Regions from separate parts of the Mus musculus genome. Here all the other regions are linked to region 1. Evidence: chromatin contacts called from public ChIA-PET, HiChIP or PLAC-seq and Micro-C data. All regions are on one chromosome and are shown on one strand. The core of a region is the stretch at or near the end of the contact, and the rest is flanking DNA. Distances in the headings are between cores, read along the strand shown.

Region 1 (2,700 bases), core at 111-2,610:
ACAACCTCAGGTGTCTTCTTCTGGTGCTGTCACCTTTTATTCTGGAGACAGGGTCTCTCACTGGCCTGGAACTCATCAGATGGAGTGGGCTGTGACCAGTGAGCCTCAGGGAACTGTTGGTCTTCACCTCAATGCTGGGACTGTATACACCTCTCGCACACCAGACTTTTCCTGAGTGAATTCTGGAGTCTGCACTTGGGTCCTAACGTTTGCAACTCAAGCACACAGGACACAGGACACTAATTTTACCTCTGTCCACGTTGGTCATGTGACCTTGGCAAAGTCTCCTGTCAGCTTTGAGCTGCCTCAAAAAAAATTTTTTTTTAATAGTGTAGATGATAGCTAAACTTCTTTGGACCCCAGAGTCTTCATTTGTAAGAATAGGTATTTACCTATTTCTTGGGATTATATGAGCTAATGCAGTACTCCATATCTGCACAGTTCGGAGGTGTCTGCGACTCCTTTTCTGTCAATGTTACTGTGTCCTGGGGACAATGCCTCTATTGAGGGGCGCAGGTGTGGTGTGCAAAGTGTGAATGGATGTGGGGGGAGGAGACCTTATCCACAGGAGTTAGCCAAGCAAAAGAAGATGGGCAGCCGACTACAGGTTGTAGTCAAAGGCCCCTCCAGTCTTGGGGAAGACTGTGGGAAGATATCCACTCTACAGAGCTTAGGGTCAGTTTCTGGCAAGGCAGGCCATTTTGCATCCTAGAAGGGTAAGGTTCATCCTAGAGAAGGTGGGATCCCGTTTCTGAATCCGCTCCATCCCTTCCCAGCCAGGCGACCTTGGGGCAGTCACTTTTCTTCTCCGGGGCCTCCTCTGCAAAATGGGGCTCCTCGTTCCATTTCGCACTTTGGGCATCTGAGGACGACGTGTCGACATAATGCCCATGGCTGGCGACGTCAAGGGCCGGCGAGTGGCATCTGTTATGTTAATAAGTCCTTGAGGCGGGCGGGTTCCTAACTGTCGGTTTGTGCTCTGGCTTAGCGGTTCCCTCCGCAGCGCCTCGGTTTTTCCGCTCCGCCGCCTCTCGACGCTTGCTTGGCAGGTCTCGACGGACCGCGGCCTCGGGTGCCGTTACTATTGTTCTTCGAGGCTGAGCTCTCTCCCTACAGACGTGCCCTTCGGTCTCTCCCTCAGCTCCGCACCGCGCCGCGGAGATCCTCAGCCGTCCCGGATCACCGATCTTTCCCGAGAAAGAGTGTCAGCTCCTGCGGCGTTCCCGAACAGCGGCCGAAGGCGCTCCCGAGCGCTCCCGAAGAAGCCCGGCCGCTCGCGGTCTCCGGAAATAGCCGAGAGAGCTTGCCACCCTCGGTCTGCCGAGTCCTTCCGAAAAGGGCCGAAAAGCTCCGAGCGGCCGTCCTGCCGGACTGCTGGAGGCGGCCGCAGCGCCATGTTGGATGCTCTGCTCGTTGAGTGAAGAAAATCCGTCCGCATCGCCCGAGCCCCGCTACCGAGAAGGGCGCCGCTTCCCCCGGGGAGGGGGACAGAGACCCCCCGCCGCCGGCCCATGAGGATATTGCCGTGAAAGGTCCGGTCTCTCCGCCTCCTGCCCCTGCCGGGTCCGGCCCCCCCCTCCCCGGGGTCGCGTTGTCACGGAGACCGGCAGCCGGTGGTGCTGGCCCGCGGGGCGGCTGCTGCTGCCCGCGGCGGCGGCGGCGGAGGCGGCGGCGGCGGAGGGCGTGTGTGACCGGTCCCGGCCCCCTCCTCCTCCTCCTCCCAGCCTCCCCCCGGCCCCCCGCTCCCGCCGCCTCCCCGGGTCTGCCCCCATCCCGCCCCTCCGCTGCCCCCGGCCCCTGCACCCCGGCGCGCCCGGTCCCGCTCTGGGGGGGTTGGTGGCTTCGCTTTGCCATGAGTTTACCGCAGAAACCGGCTCTGAAATCAGGCTCAGCGGCTGCAGCAGGAACCGGACCCGGCACCGGAGCGGCGGCGGCGGCGGCGGTACCGCCTCCTCATCCGGCGGCAGCGGCGGCGGCGGCGGCAGTAGCGGCAGCGGCGGCCCCTCCTCACCCGAACATCAGGGCCCTCCAGACCCCGGCGCCCCAACAGTATCCTTTTCACCTTCCGGCGGTCCAGAGCGACCCTCGGTGGGAACCTCCTTGCCTGCCGTCATAGCCCGGCCAGAAAAGGGACGGGCAGCCGCTCTGCTCCCGGCTTGACCCGAGCTTTTGGGGTGCACCGGTGACAGCATTGCTGGGGACCCCGGGACCCTCTGCGGTACCGTGAACACTACTAGCTCCACCGGGCCGTGCCTCTGCAGCTCTTGTGGATCTGGGGGGAACCCTGCCCTTGGCTGCTCCCTCCCCTTTCTTGGGCAGAATTTGCTGGTGCCTAGGACCAGCCCTGCGGGCAAGGCTTTTCTGACTGTTGGGAGGCCCTGCCTTCTGCGGGGCTCGGTAGCCTCTCTAATTATTATTTAGGATTCATAGCAAAGTTTATTGCTAAATTTTCTGTTGGAAACGAATCAGCTCATTCCTGAGGTAAGTTGGGTCTTCAGTCTTTACTGCAAGTGTACAAAAAGCACCCCCCCCCGCTAGTGTTTTGTTTTATTTTATTTTATCGTATTTTATTTTTTTAAGCAATTAGAGTTGTGTTGTGGCTTGTGGTGGAGCCGGCTAAGGAGGAAATGTTACACTGGGCGCTTCCCTGTCTTTGACCTTTCTAAAGGAAGAGGAAGTTAACTCACATTACCCAGTACC
Region 2 (2,700 bases), core at 76-2,575, 370 kb after region 1:
TGACCCCTCACCCATATTCCTGTAGGTAAGTCCAGTTGGTTCACCAAGTTGGACTTTGGAGGTATCTGTACTTCGACCTGTTGTGGGCTCCCTCTCTGGGGTGAGTAGACTTGTGTTGCATCTCCCCAGGGAAGGTTTTGTCACACAGCTGGGTGATTCATGAAGCTCACAGAGGCTCAGTCAACAAGGCATACGAATGGGCACTGTAGTTGTCACCTGTCCACACCATGTCCCAACTGAACATGTCCTTAAGTTTACCAAGCTCCCTTCTTTCCTCCTCCTTTCTCCTTCCTTCCCTCCTCCCTTCCCTTCCTTCTTCCCTTCCCCCTCCACCCTCCTTTCTTTTCCTTCCCTTCCTCCCTCCTCTCCTCCCTCCTCCTTCCTTCCCTCCCTCCTCCCCTTCTTCCTCCCTCTCTTCCTCCTTCCCTCCCTTCTCCTTCTCTACCACTCTCTCCTTCCCTTATTCTCTTTCCCCTCCTTTTGTTCCCCTAAACCCAGACCCTTGTGTGAGCGAGTACCACACCATAGCTGCAGCCCATTCTGGCCTGCTTGAGGGTCTATAAACATGAGCTCAGGGCAGATCCTGTTAACTCAGTAAAGACTGCTGGATTCCCAGACGGTGTCTGGATCCTCTCCTCCAAAAACAAACAAACAAACAAACAAACAACGCTCTGTCTGCCTGATGCCATCCCTCCCCAGCCAATCCCAGCACCCCAGGGTGCAGGAAGGTGGGGCTTTGGGAGGTCCAGCCCTGGGTCCCATCACCAGTGCCTCCTGTAACTTAGGACATGCCTCTGGCCTCAACTTCTTCATCTTAAAATGGGTCTAATATTGGGCAGGAGGTCAGAGAAAGAACTAACGGATGGGAGGTGAATACTGGGCATACAGGACACTCAGTAAGTAATCCGAGTCTCCTGCCATGCAGGTCGTGGACGGTTTTCATTTTGGCTTCTCCCTCTAATCTCACGTGCAAATTCCCTTCCCCACTCCAGACTTCTAAGAACAGAGAGGCACTGTGCAGATAAGCAGTTGAGTGAGCCCACAGCCTCGGTGAGAGCAGGGGAGGAGCAGTGAGGAGGGGACCACGCTGTTTCTCCTCTTCACCTGTACCTGGGCCCCATTCATGCTGCCCCAGAGTGGACTCCGGCGACAGCCCTTACCAGAGAAGATCCTCCCGTCCCCGGTGAGCAGGGCAGCCCCCACAGGGAAGCGGCTGTAGGGGCAGTAGGCTGACTTCTTGGCCTCACGAGAGGACAGCAGCAGCCGCTGGACGTGCTCGGGCTCCACAGCACAGGAGGGGCGTTCCTGGGCCATGTCGGTCCGAGGCGGGTGAGCTGGTCGCTGCAGAGGAGAGGAAACCGGTGCTGGCCGTCTGCCCGCACTGGCCAAGAAGAGGTGGCTCCTCCCCCGGGGTGTGTCCCTGCGCTAGAGGGAGACCTGGAGGCTGGCTCCCAGGCTGGCGGGATGCTGGCCAGGACTTGGCAGCCCAGTGAGTCTCCCAGGGCGGGAGCCCGGAGGATATGGAGTTTACGACTGAGCTGCGGGGGTCCCACGGTGGACCGGTATGTGGTGCCCACCAGTGAGACAGTTTCCTTTAACAACTTCACTCACTGTCAACATAGATCAAGAGTGGGCCACAGGGCGGGTGCCACCTCAGTGGATGGCTGTAGACACAGTCCCAGGGAGGAGGATTCTGGGTGGGTCTGTGTGACACCTGAGGTCAAAGCTCAAAGGATCCTGATTCCTCAGAATATTTAATGGCTTGTTTTTTACACCGAGAGAAGGGTTCAGGCTGAAAGTTCAGAACTTGGGCAACCATGTCAGCGTGCCAAGTTAGAAGGTATGCGAAGCCGAGGAAACGTCTCTGTTTTCAGTAGCTTGGCTTCATTTCCTTCCTGTCCTAACCTAGCCATTAAAACCATCCCAGCTGGAGGGAAACAGGGCCCTCCTTCTTCTTCCCTCCCTTCCTCCCTCGCTTCCTTCCTTCCTTCCTCTTCATGAACCTTGTTGGGTTGGTGGTACCGGAAATGGATTTACACCCTGGCTGTTCTCTTTGTCTTACACACAAATGTTAGTGGGTTCCTTGTCAGACGTCGGCACGTTTGCTGTCTACAGTGGGGGTAGCAACAGACGTGTGGGAGCTTTGGATTAGAGTGGGCTGTGGCTTGGGTTCCAGGTATCTGTTTATTAGCTCTCCCAGGAAGAGCTGCGCTACCTCTCAGAGCCTCAGTTTCCTTATCTACAAAATGGGTGCACAATTGGCAGTCCCTTCCTGTGGTTACCAGACTGAGATGATAATATGGTCCAGGGAGTCTGTGGGGAGAGGATATAGAAGTGGCACATGGGAACACTTCAAACAAACCGGCTTATTGTCCTTAAGTGACTTGGCCAAGTCCATAGAGAGTGGGCCGGATTGCAGCCAGCACAGCCAGACATGTCCAAGTGTCGCCGGATGGTCACCAAGCAGGAGTGAATCAGCAGCTTCTCTGAGGGCTTGTGTGGTGCTGAGGACTGGGAGGAAGAAGGCAGGAGAGAGCAGAGAACGGGGCAGCATCTCCCCACTCCCACCCCCACCCCACCCCACAAGCAGACACCTCTGCCCAATAGTTTAGCAACCCTGTACCCAGGACCCTGGGCTCCTAGCCATACATAGATGAAACCCATGCCCGGCAGTGCCAGTGCCTGGTGGGTAAGTTTTGC
Region 3 (2,700 bases), core at 70-2,569, 400 kb before region 1:
GGCCCCACAAAACAAACAAACAACAAAAAAAGAAACTCACTAAATTTGCAAGGCTCTACCCTTCACCACCAGAGTACTGGGATTAAAGGTGGGCCCCACAACAGTGTTCAACTGTTAACCAGTGGTATAGGAATTCAGTGTTTATTTGTTTGACTTTTTTTTTTTTTCCTTCCAGGAGACGAGGTTTCTCTGTGTGGCCCTGGCTGTCCTGGAACTCACTCTGTAGACAAGGTTGGCCCACTAACTCAGAGATCTACCTGTCTCTGCCTCCTGAGATTAAAAGTGTGTGCCACCACCAACCAACTGGTGTAGGAATTCTTTAAGAAAGGAGGTGTATGTGTGTGTGTCCTGACTTAGAAGATTTTTGTGTTTTTTATTTTCAGCCTAAATTCAACCAAAGGACCAAATCTTGCTTCAGTAAATCTTGACTTCAGTTCAAGGTTACTTGGGGGCTGGTGGGGTGGGTTGAGGAGTAGATAAGGGAGGAATTAGTCCTTGAATTCCCACAGGGCTTTTACATATTTAAAGTCCTGGAATTTTCTCTCTTTAGCTGTAATAGCTCTTTTCTGTTACAAAACGCTGTGATTCAGTTTAGCCTTTTTTAGGTCTAAGGGGAAGTAGTTGCAAAAAGGAAATAATATCACAGCAGGGAGCTAGGGTGTACACTCCATAACGAATTAAGACGTCAAAGTGTTGACCCTCTGGTCAACAGCCTACAGCAAAGAACACGTCCCAGACCTGTGTATGCTTCTAAACAACCTGCAACTCAAAGACTGAGCCTATCACTTCGAAGACTACAAACCCCAGGATGCCTCGCGCTCCGCGAGTGGCAGAGCGCATTGCACGCTGGGATATGTAGTCCCGTTGTAGCATCCGCAAACCACATAACGCCTCGTGACGTCAGAAAGCACGGGCAAGGAGCCGGAACTCGCCCAGGCTCAAGTGAAATCCTCGATCCGACTGTGGCGTTCCGGCTGCCTCGGTTTCTGCTATTATCAGGTCCCACTCACAGTCCCGGTGGCCCTATGGTGTGCGTTGAGTACTCTATGGTGTAACTTTGTCACAGTAACAGGGGAAGTGTGGAAAGCAAGGGCAAGCTCTCGCTCGTCGGAGTAGACGACGGAGGCTGAAGCGTAGCTAGCTGCCTTCACCATGGCGGAAAAAAGACGTGGCGAGTCGCCTTTGGGCAGACGCTTGGCTTTCTTCCGCCAGTCGGATTACATGGGCTTTCGGCGCAGGGACTCCTGGGAGCACGCATGCGCAGACTGCGGCAGGGCGTACGCCTCCAACGTCCGCAGGCGCGGGGTCTGTCGGGTATCGGCGGCGGCGGCGGCGCTTTGCGGCTGGTCGTGCGAGCTGGGCGCGGGCGGGCGGGCGCGGCGGCCGTGGCGCGCGCAGGTGATTGACTGCTCTCCTGTCTGAGGGCAGCGCTGGGTTCTTTCGGCTGGCAGGGGCCCGTGCCCATTCGGGCGGAGACGGAGGCGGCGCCGGAGGCCACCGGGCTCGGCGAGTGCTACCTCGGTCAAGGCTATGGCTCCGCGGCTGCAGCTGGAGAAGGCGGCCTGGCGCTGGGCGGAGACGGTGCGGCCCGAGGAGGTGTCGCAGGAGCACATCGAGACCGCCTACCGCATCTGGCTGGAGCCTTGTATCCGAGGCGTGTGCAGGTGAGGTCCTCGCGTGGCCGAGGCGGGATCGGGGGACGGGGGACCGGGAACCAGGGCGATGCACGGTGTTACTGCATCTCCTTTCAGTTTGCACGACCCGGGAGCTACGCAGCCCCCGAAGTGATGCGGCTGCTGGGCTCGCATCCTGAAGATGGCGGTGGAGATAGTTGGAGATAGGGCTTAGTAAGTAACGCTGGAGTGTTGTTTGATCTTGGGCATAGCTGTGCGCTTTTCGCTTGTAAAAGGGGAACTTGCCGACAGCGAACTTCGTCGACATTGTATCTCCTGTCATTGCACGCTGAGAAGGCCTGATCACCTAAGTATCACTTGCAGAGAGCAGGTTTAGAAAACCCTTTGGTTAACCTACGTCATCGGTCCCCCGCTCTCATTGGCTGGCTCTCTTTGACCTATAGGTGTTTTCTTTTGGTCACCCTAACTCCACACCACTTTGCAGAGTAAAGTGTTTTTAGCTGTTTAAATTCTGCTCCCCCTTCGTGGCCCTTGGTTCTGATCTTTTTTTGCGTAGAGTGGTTTTCTTATCCCCACCTCGTAGCCTGCACCGGCCTGTGTTCAATCGAATTGATAAACCGAGGCATGCTCCATAGCTCCGTGTCATCGGGCGTGTAGGGAAAAGTGGAAGACGTGGAAGCCTTGGTTCCTGGCTTCAGAGCTGTGCCTCATTTGAGATATAATGTAAGTTAGGAAGTTTTCAAAAGTAAAGCGGGTGCATCTTTCTAAACTCTAGGTGTCTGCTCACAAGGACATTAAGACTCCTCGAAGTTCTGGAACGGCATCAATTTGTATAGTGTGGAATTGAAACAGCTTTACCGAGGCACTCATTTGAAGTGTATAGTTACAGTGCTGGTGGTTTAGCTTGAGAGTAGAGTGGTGGTTTTATGCTTGAGTCCCTTGGTTCAATTACCCGCACAGGGGATATAAAAGACAGAGTTAAGTCTGGGGCTGGAAAGATGGCTAATTAGTAAAGAGGGCTCAGGCTTCTCTTCAAAGGATCACAGTACCATTTGTTCTGAGAACC
Region 4 (2,700 bases), core at 27-2,526, 290 kb before region 1:
TGAACAGCTGGGTTTGAGAGTGAGGCTTCCCCCTGGCCATGGGACTGTTGTTTGTCCTGCCTGGGTTTTGGCCCTTCCATCTGGAGGGAAGGCTAATGTTGCAGATCCTCGGAGCCTGAGGCTCAGAGAGCCCAAGGTGGGCCCTTCAGTTACCAAGGAAGCCGCTATCCTTCAGCCTCCTGGCCTCCACCCAGTTGGCTCCCACTTTCCAATCATGCTAACGCAGCGCAGACAGTGAGCTTCAGACCGCCACAGCCCCACAGTGCACCCCTCCTCCAGACTAGGACCCATTCTGTGAACTGAAACCAGCTCCCAGAGTGACTCATTTGGATTTCCAGCAGGCTATTGGTGAGCTGAGGGAACCTGCCTGGGATACTCTCCAGTTTTCCTCAATACCCTATTCTGTTACATATTTACAATGATACTGGAACCAGTTTGAGGGGCATGTAACCTCCCTGTACCTAAGGGCAAGTCCCACCTCTAACATAGAGTAGACAGCTGCTGCTGCTACTGTTGCTCCTCCCCTCCTCTGCCTCCTCCTCCTCCTCCTTCTCTTTCTTCTTCTTCTTTAGTTTTTCAAGACAGGGTTTCCTTGTGTAATGCTGGCTGTCCTGGAACACACTCTGTAGACCAGGCTGGCCTTGGACTCACAAAGATCTACCTGCCTCTGTCTCCTGAGTTCTGGGACTAAAGGTGTGTGTCACCATTGCATGGCTGAGAGTGTCTTCTCTATTGACCTTGCCAGCTCGTCACTGGGCAGCGCCTTTGGAAGTGCTTTGGAAATAATCAGTATTACTGTGTCCCCAGAGCTGTGCAGGGGTTGTATTTTCTTTTCTTTGGGGAGCCACATTTAAATAGACACCGAGCTACCCTCTGCAGTACTCAGGGACTGTAAAATCTGCATACATGTGCATACTTGGCCTACCTATACCTAACCTGGGAGCCAGACCACATTCAGACAGACAGACAGACACAAGTACATATATCTATAGTGTATTCAGACTTGCTCATGAACACATAAAGGAGATAGAAAGTAAATACCCCCCCAGGCGTCCCTACCCACCCCTTCCTACCCACGGGTACTTCTATGCTACAGCAATGCAGTATGTCACGTAGAGCCACGACTAGCCTTGGAGACACACATGTACACAGATAAGGACCTAGACACATACGCAGGCGGCATCCACTCTACCTGGCCTACATATCGCCGGTGATTTGAGCAGCTTTGGCCTCCCCCAGGGCCACGGTAGGAAAAGATGCTCTTCTGGCTGCATTGTGTTGGGTACCCGGAAGTGTGCAGGCCTGGAAGTGGTTGCATAAATCAATATTTGCTGTTGTTAATTATTAAAGCCAAAGCTACTCGGTGTCTGGAATGCACATCTCTGGTGTTCCCGCTGGCTCTCTAGGTCTAAACCTGACCCTGGGCCAGGTCTGGGAGGGCAGGGAAAGTGCTGCCTGCCTTCCTTTCAGGAGCTCCCTGGCCCTGGGGACAGAGGGTAGTAGACAGCACTTCTGGGAAGCTGTAGGAGATCTGCCCCCCGCCCCTAGCTGGAGGACAGTCCTGCCCCTAGAGCATCCAGACTTCTCCAGCATCTGTCTTGGGGTCTGTCCCTGCTGCAGACTGGCTGCACCAGCCTAAGACACAAGGACTTCAGGGTCAAGTTGGGGGTGGGGGGTGTCGTTTCAGAAGCCTTGTAATTTACAGATGGTAAACTGAGCCAATGGAGGTGCCAGAGACTCTGCAGCTTCAGACTCTTCCAGGGATCCCGGGGTTTTCTAGCAAAAAAAGCTATTGCACCTCTTGGAATATGATTTTCTAGTGAAGACATTTGTACCTCCTTGGTTATGGCGATCTGGTGAGACACGCAAAGGGTCCAGCAAAGAAAGTGCTTAAGCACCATCTCCAGTACTCCTGCATTCCCTGGGCACAGCTGTCCCAAGAACCTTGTCCTTGAAGCCCAGAGGCAGGGTCTCCAGTCTGGGAAGACACAGCTGCTCACAGAAGTGCCTGAGGCTTCCCGCGCGCAGGCGCAGTGTCCTGGGCCCCTTGCCCGGCCGCCCCGCGAGTGGGCGTGGTGGCCTTCCGCCCCGCCCCTCCTCCGCGCCTCCCGCACCTGGCGCCCCGCCCCCTCGGGCCCGGCAGCAGGGTGAGCCCAGAGAAGGCAGAGCGGCGGCGGGCGGGACAGGAGCGCAGAGCTCGGGCTACGGGGCCCCGGGCCGGGCCGGCTTACAGCGCCGCCGGGGCTGGGGCTCGGGATGGCGCAGCCGCGGCCCCCAGCGCCCCATGGCCGTCCGCGGAGGGGCTCGTTGCCGGCGGGGGCCGGCTGGCAGGTGAGGACCCTGGCAGGGGCGGCCTGGCCGACTGGGGACCCAGGGCCATCAGTCAGCCTTACTACCCAGAGTCTGGCAGTCTGTGCCTGAACCCCGTCACGGTGGGTGTGTATGTTTTTGGACTGACACCCGAACTACACGGAGCACCCTAGTGTTTTCCAAAGCTGCCCCTGGGTCAGACGTAGGGACACTGTGGCCATGGGCTGCAGTGACACTGGGTGTGTGTTTAACTGTTGTTGGGACTGCCTGCTGCCTTTTCCACACAGATGGAGCGATATCATAGGGTGACTCTGGTGGCTCTTCCCCAGGTGGGATGCCCGGCTTCTGGCCACACCACTCCCAGCCTTCCTTTGCCATGTGTCAGGGCGT
Region 5 (2,735 bases), core at 142-2,641, 400 kb after region 1:
TGCGCTGGTGGCGGAGGTGCCGGGGCACCCCGCAGGCTGCACGTCCTCAGCTCCCGGGCCAGGCTGAGCACCTCGGGCCGTTCGCGCTGCAGGGCTCCTTCCTCGCTATCCCGGGTGTCCTCCTCCTCCGCATCCTCCTCCTCATCCTCCTCCTGGATGCTGCTGAGCCGCGGAGCTCCGCGACCGCGCTCGCCCGGCGGAGGCCGGTAAGCGCACTTGGCGTTGAGCAGGCGGCGCAATGGAGCCCGGGGTACCGAGGCGGCGGCGCCCCCCGCACGGAGATGCTGCTGGCGCACGTGGCGCGCATCGCTCTGGCGCTGCAGCCGCTTGAAGTCGCTGAAGGCCGCCAGCGCAGTCTGGTGGAGCAGGCGGGCCAGGGAGCGCGCCTTGTGCGCCCGCGCCAGCAACACAGCGTGGCAGCGCAGCACCACGGCCTTGTGGCGTGCCTGGTGGCGGTAGACCCAGGTGAAGACTCGCGGGTGGCGCCCATCCGCCGCGCAGTAGGTGATGCGCGGCAGCAGGTAGGCGTGCGCCGGTCTGCGGCCCCCCGAAGCCCCGGAGCTGCGTTCGCTCGGCTGCATGCGGATGCCGTGCGGACCCAGGGTCAGTTTCATCTTCGTGCCCCCTCCCGGCCCGCAGCGCGCCCAAATCCTGCCCACAGCGTCGTCGGTGCAGCCGTCGCCCTTGGCATGCAGGGTGACGGCGTTGCCCAGGTACCACACGGTGTAGGTGGGGTCCTCCTTGTTAAGCTCCACTTTCTGGCGCCGGCTGCGGAACACGCGGCCCAGACGCTCCAGCGGCCAGTCCGGTAGCAGGTCCGGGCAGGAGCGCAGGAAGCTGGAGAGCAGCGACGTGTAGGCGAGCCCGGGGCTCAGGCTCTTCGCCTTGCGCTTGGCCTCGTCCTCCACTAGCACGAATTTGTTCCGTCTCCAGGGCAGCATCGCGGCGGCCCAAAGGGCAGGGAGCGCGGGGAAGCTCACTTGGGTCCTGGAAAGGCCAAAGGCGCTCAGAAGCCCACCGCCCAGGACTTGCGACAAGCTGGGCGGCGGCCGAAGACAGTCCTTGTGAGAGATGCCCAGTATCCGGCGGGGCTGGCTTCGCAGATGCCCGGTGCCCAGCCAGGCTGTCCGCTGAGATGCCCGTGCGGCTGCTTGATCGGCTCGGAGCAGCTTCCCCCAGGAATGACTCCAGCCGTCTGGGAAGCAAGGAGGGACAGGGTTTGGAGCAATAAATGTCCCCAAGGCCCGACTATAGGGGCGATTGCCACTGTCCCTGCCGCCGAGTCAGTGGCAGGGACGTCTTTAGAGCAGGGTCTGGTGGTTGCTGGATGAGGTGGACCAAGAGCACCGCTGCGGTGGGGACTCCTTCAGGCGTCGCGACTCCACCTCCCTTGGCTGCCTGCATCACCGGGCGGTACCGCTAGCTCTCTTGTCCCCTCCCTCTCCCCCGCCCCCTCCGCGCAGACTCGCGCTTCCCAAGACCCAGCACAGGCGCGTTGGAACTGTTTTAAGCTTTATCATTGGAAGGATGAAGAATAGAGGGGCAGCGAAGGAACGGGAATCCCCTAAAATATTGCGGAGGGATTTACGAATGTAAATTTCTCCAGCTTCACTGGTGGACTCCGAGTTCCCAGGGAGAGCCCCTTCTCTTTCTAGGGTTCCCGCCTGCTGTCCCTCACCCACAGAGCGTTCCTACCCGCATCTCTCCTCTCTGAAAGCAGAGATTTGGGGTGGGTTCCTGCTGGGGTTTGGTGCCCTTTGCCTCTTCTGTGCACAGCATAAAGCCAGCTGAGGTGGCCGAGAGCAGAGCAGTGGAAAAGTACTGTCTTTTAGTGAAGCTTTCTCCCAGGTTCCTCCAAGGTCGTGGACTAGGCCGCTTCCCCTGAGCTGAGAGACTGACTGGTCGGTCACACCACCACACCAGCAACCGCTGGTGGTCAGGACAGAATAGGGGAGAAGATTCTTGATGGTGGGAAAGGGTTTCCAGAGCAGACCTGAGACTTGTGGGAACTGCAGCAGGGAAGCTCTCCCTCTGGTCACAGTGCAGCCTCTGGCTCTTTGAAGATTAGACAGATAATGTCCTATCTGCAGAGACCGACTTTGGAGTTCCCAAGTGCTTGGCATTCGCGATCTCCTCAAATCCTTCAGACAAGGCAGTTCAGGCTCATGTGGTTGGAAGGAGATGGGTCACTCAGAACCTAGTGACCCCAGAGCTGGCCCTCGCCTTCTCTCTTCCCTCCAACCTTTGGCCATTCTGCATAGAGTCCAGGCACTTGTCTCCATCCTCTGGGGAGGGGCTCTAGAGTCCTGAAAAAACAAACCAAAACCAAACCAACCAAACAAACAAAAACCAGCCCTATGTCAGGACACACAGTTAGTTCTCTGAGTTTAAGCCTCAGGCTTCCAGACTTCCTGGACTGTTCTTATGTGGGCCCCAGGTCCCACGGCTTTAAGGCTCTCTATTGCCAACACGAGTTAAAAGTTGGGTCCTGAGCTGGGCGTGGTGGTACACACCTTTAATCCCAGCACTTGGGAGGCAGAGGCAGGAGGATTTCTGAGTTCGAGGCCAGCCTGGTCTACAAAGTGAGTTCCAGGACAGCCAGGGCTACACAGAGAGACCTTGTCTCGAAAAACCAAAAAAAAAAAAAAGGTGCTGGAGTGATGGCTCAGTGGTGAAGAGCACCGACTGCTCTCCCAGAGGTCCTGAGTTCAATTCCCAGCAACCACATGGTGACT

What was found. Hi-C and Micro-C count contacts between places; a contact is called where the count stands out from the background. ChIA-PET counts read pairs in DNA pulled down with a chosen protein or histone mark. HiChIP or PLAC-seq counts read pairs in DNA pulled down with a chosen protein or histone mark.
Region 2: a contact with region 1 is called in a FOXA1 HiChIP or PLAC-seq map of pancreatic cancer cells. The contact joins the promoter of Cda here to the promoter of Eif4g3 in region 1. A contact is called at or near these places in 1 of 39 promoter capture datasets (embryonic stem cells) and 1 of 115 datasets of contacts at active chromatin or transcription factors (pancreatic cancer cells).
Region 3: a contact with region 1 is called in an RNA polymerase II ChIA-PET map of memory CD8 T cells, with 6 read pairs. The contact joins the promoter of Usp48 here to the promoter of Eif4g3 in region 1. A contact is called at or near these places in 1 of 115 datasets of contacts at active chromatin or transcription factors (memory CD8 T cells) and 1 of 9 other capture datasets (adipose tissue).
Region 4: a contact with region 1 is called in an HNF4G HiChIP or PLAC-seq map of pancreatic cancer cells. The contact joins the promoter of Rap1gapos here to the promoter of Eif4g3 in region 1. A contact is called at or near these places in 1 of 39 promoter capture datasets (liver), 3 of 115 datasets of contacts at active chromatin or transcription factors (the 230-238 cell line, embryonic stem cells and pancreatic cancer cells) and 1 of 9 other capture datasets (pancreatic islet).
Region 5: a Micro-C map of embryonic stem cells shows a contact between it and region 1, with 2.0 times the contacts expected there. The contact joins the promoter of Fam43b here to the promoter of Eif4g3 in region 1. A contact is called at or near these places in 1 of 484 Hi-C or Micro-C datasets (embryonic stem cells) and 2 of 115 datasets of contacts at active chromatin or transcription factors (large pre-B cells and stem cell-derived neural progenitor cells).

What each region holds. Positions count from the first base shown.
Region 1 is chr4:137,992,096-137,994,795 of GRCm38.p6, forward strand. It overlaps Eif4g3 (eukaryotic translation initiation factor 4 gamma, 3), which reads left to right and starts at 1,361. Exons shown (of 35, transcript NM_172703.3): 1 at 1,361-1,532; 2 at 1,887-2,049.
Region 2 is chr4:138,366,630-138,369,329 of GRCm38.p6, forward strand. It overlaps Cda (cytidine deaminase), which reads right to left and starts at 1,326. Exons shown (of 4, transcript NM_028176.1): 1 at 1,161-1,326. The coding sequence starts at 1,314.
Region 3 is chr4:137,592,853-137,595,552 of GRCm38.p6, forward strand. Usp48 (ubiquitin specific peptidase 48) reads left to right here and starts at 1,320. Exons shown (of 27, transcript NM_001355588.1): 1 at 1,320-1,664. The coding sequence starts at 1,531.
Region 4 is chr4:137,705,330-137,708,029 of GRCm38.p6, forward strand. It overlaps Rap1gapos (RAP1 GTPase activating protein, opposite strand), which reads right to left and starts at 1,277. Exons shown (of 2, transcript NR_138594.1): 1 at 1,193-1,277. It overlaps Rap1gap (Rap1 GTPase-activating protein), which reads left to right and starts at 2,138. Exons shown (of 24, transcript NM_001379234.1): 1 at 2,138-2,331. The coding sequence starts at 2,257.
Region 5 is chr4:138,395,067-138,397,801 of GRCm38.p6, forward strand. Fam43b (family with sequence similarity 43, member B) reads right to left here and starts at 1,392. Exons shown (of 1, transcript NM_001081672.2): 1 at 1-1,392. The coding sequence starts at 941.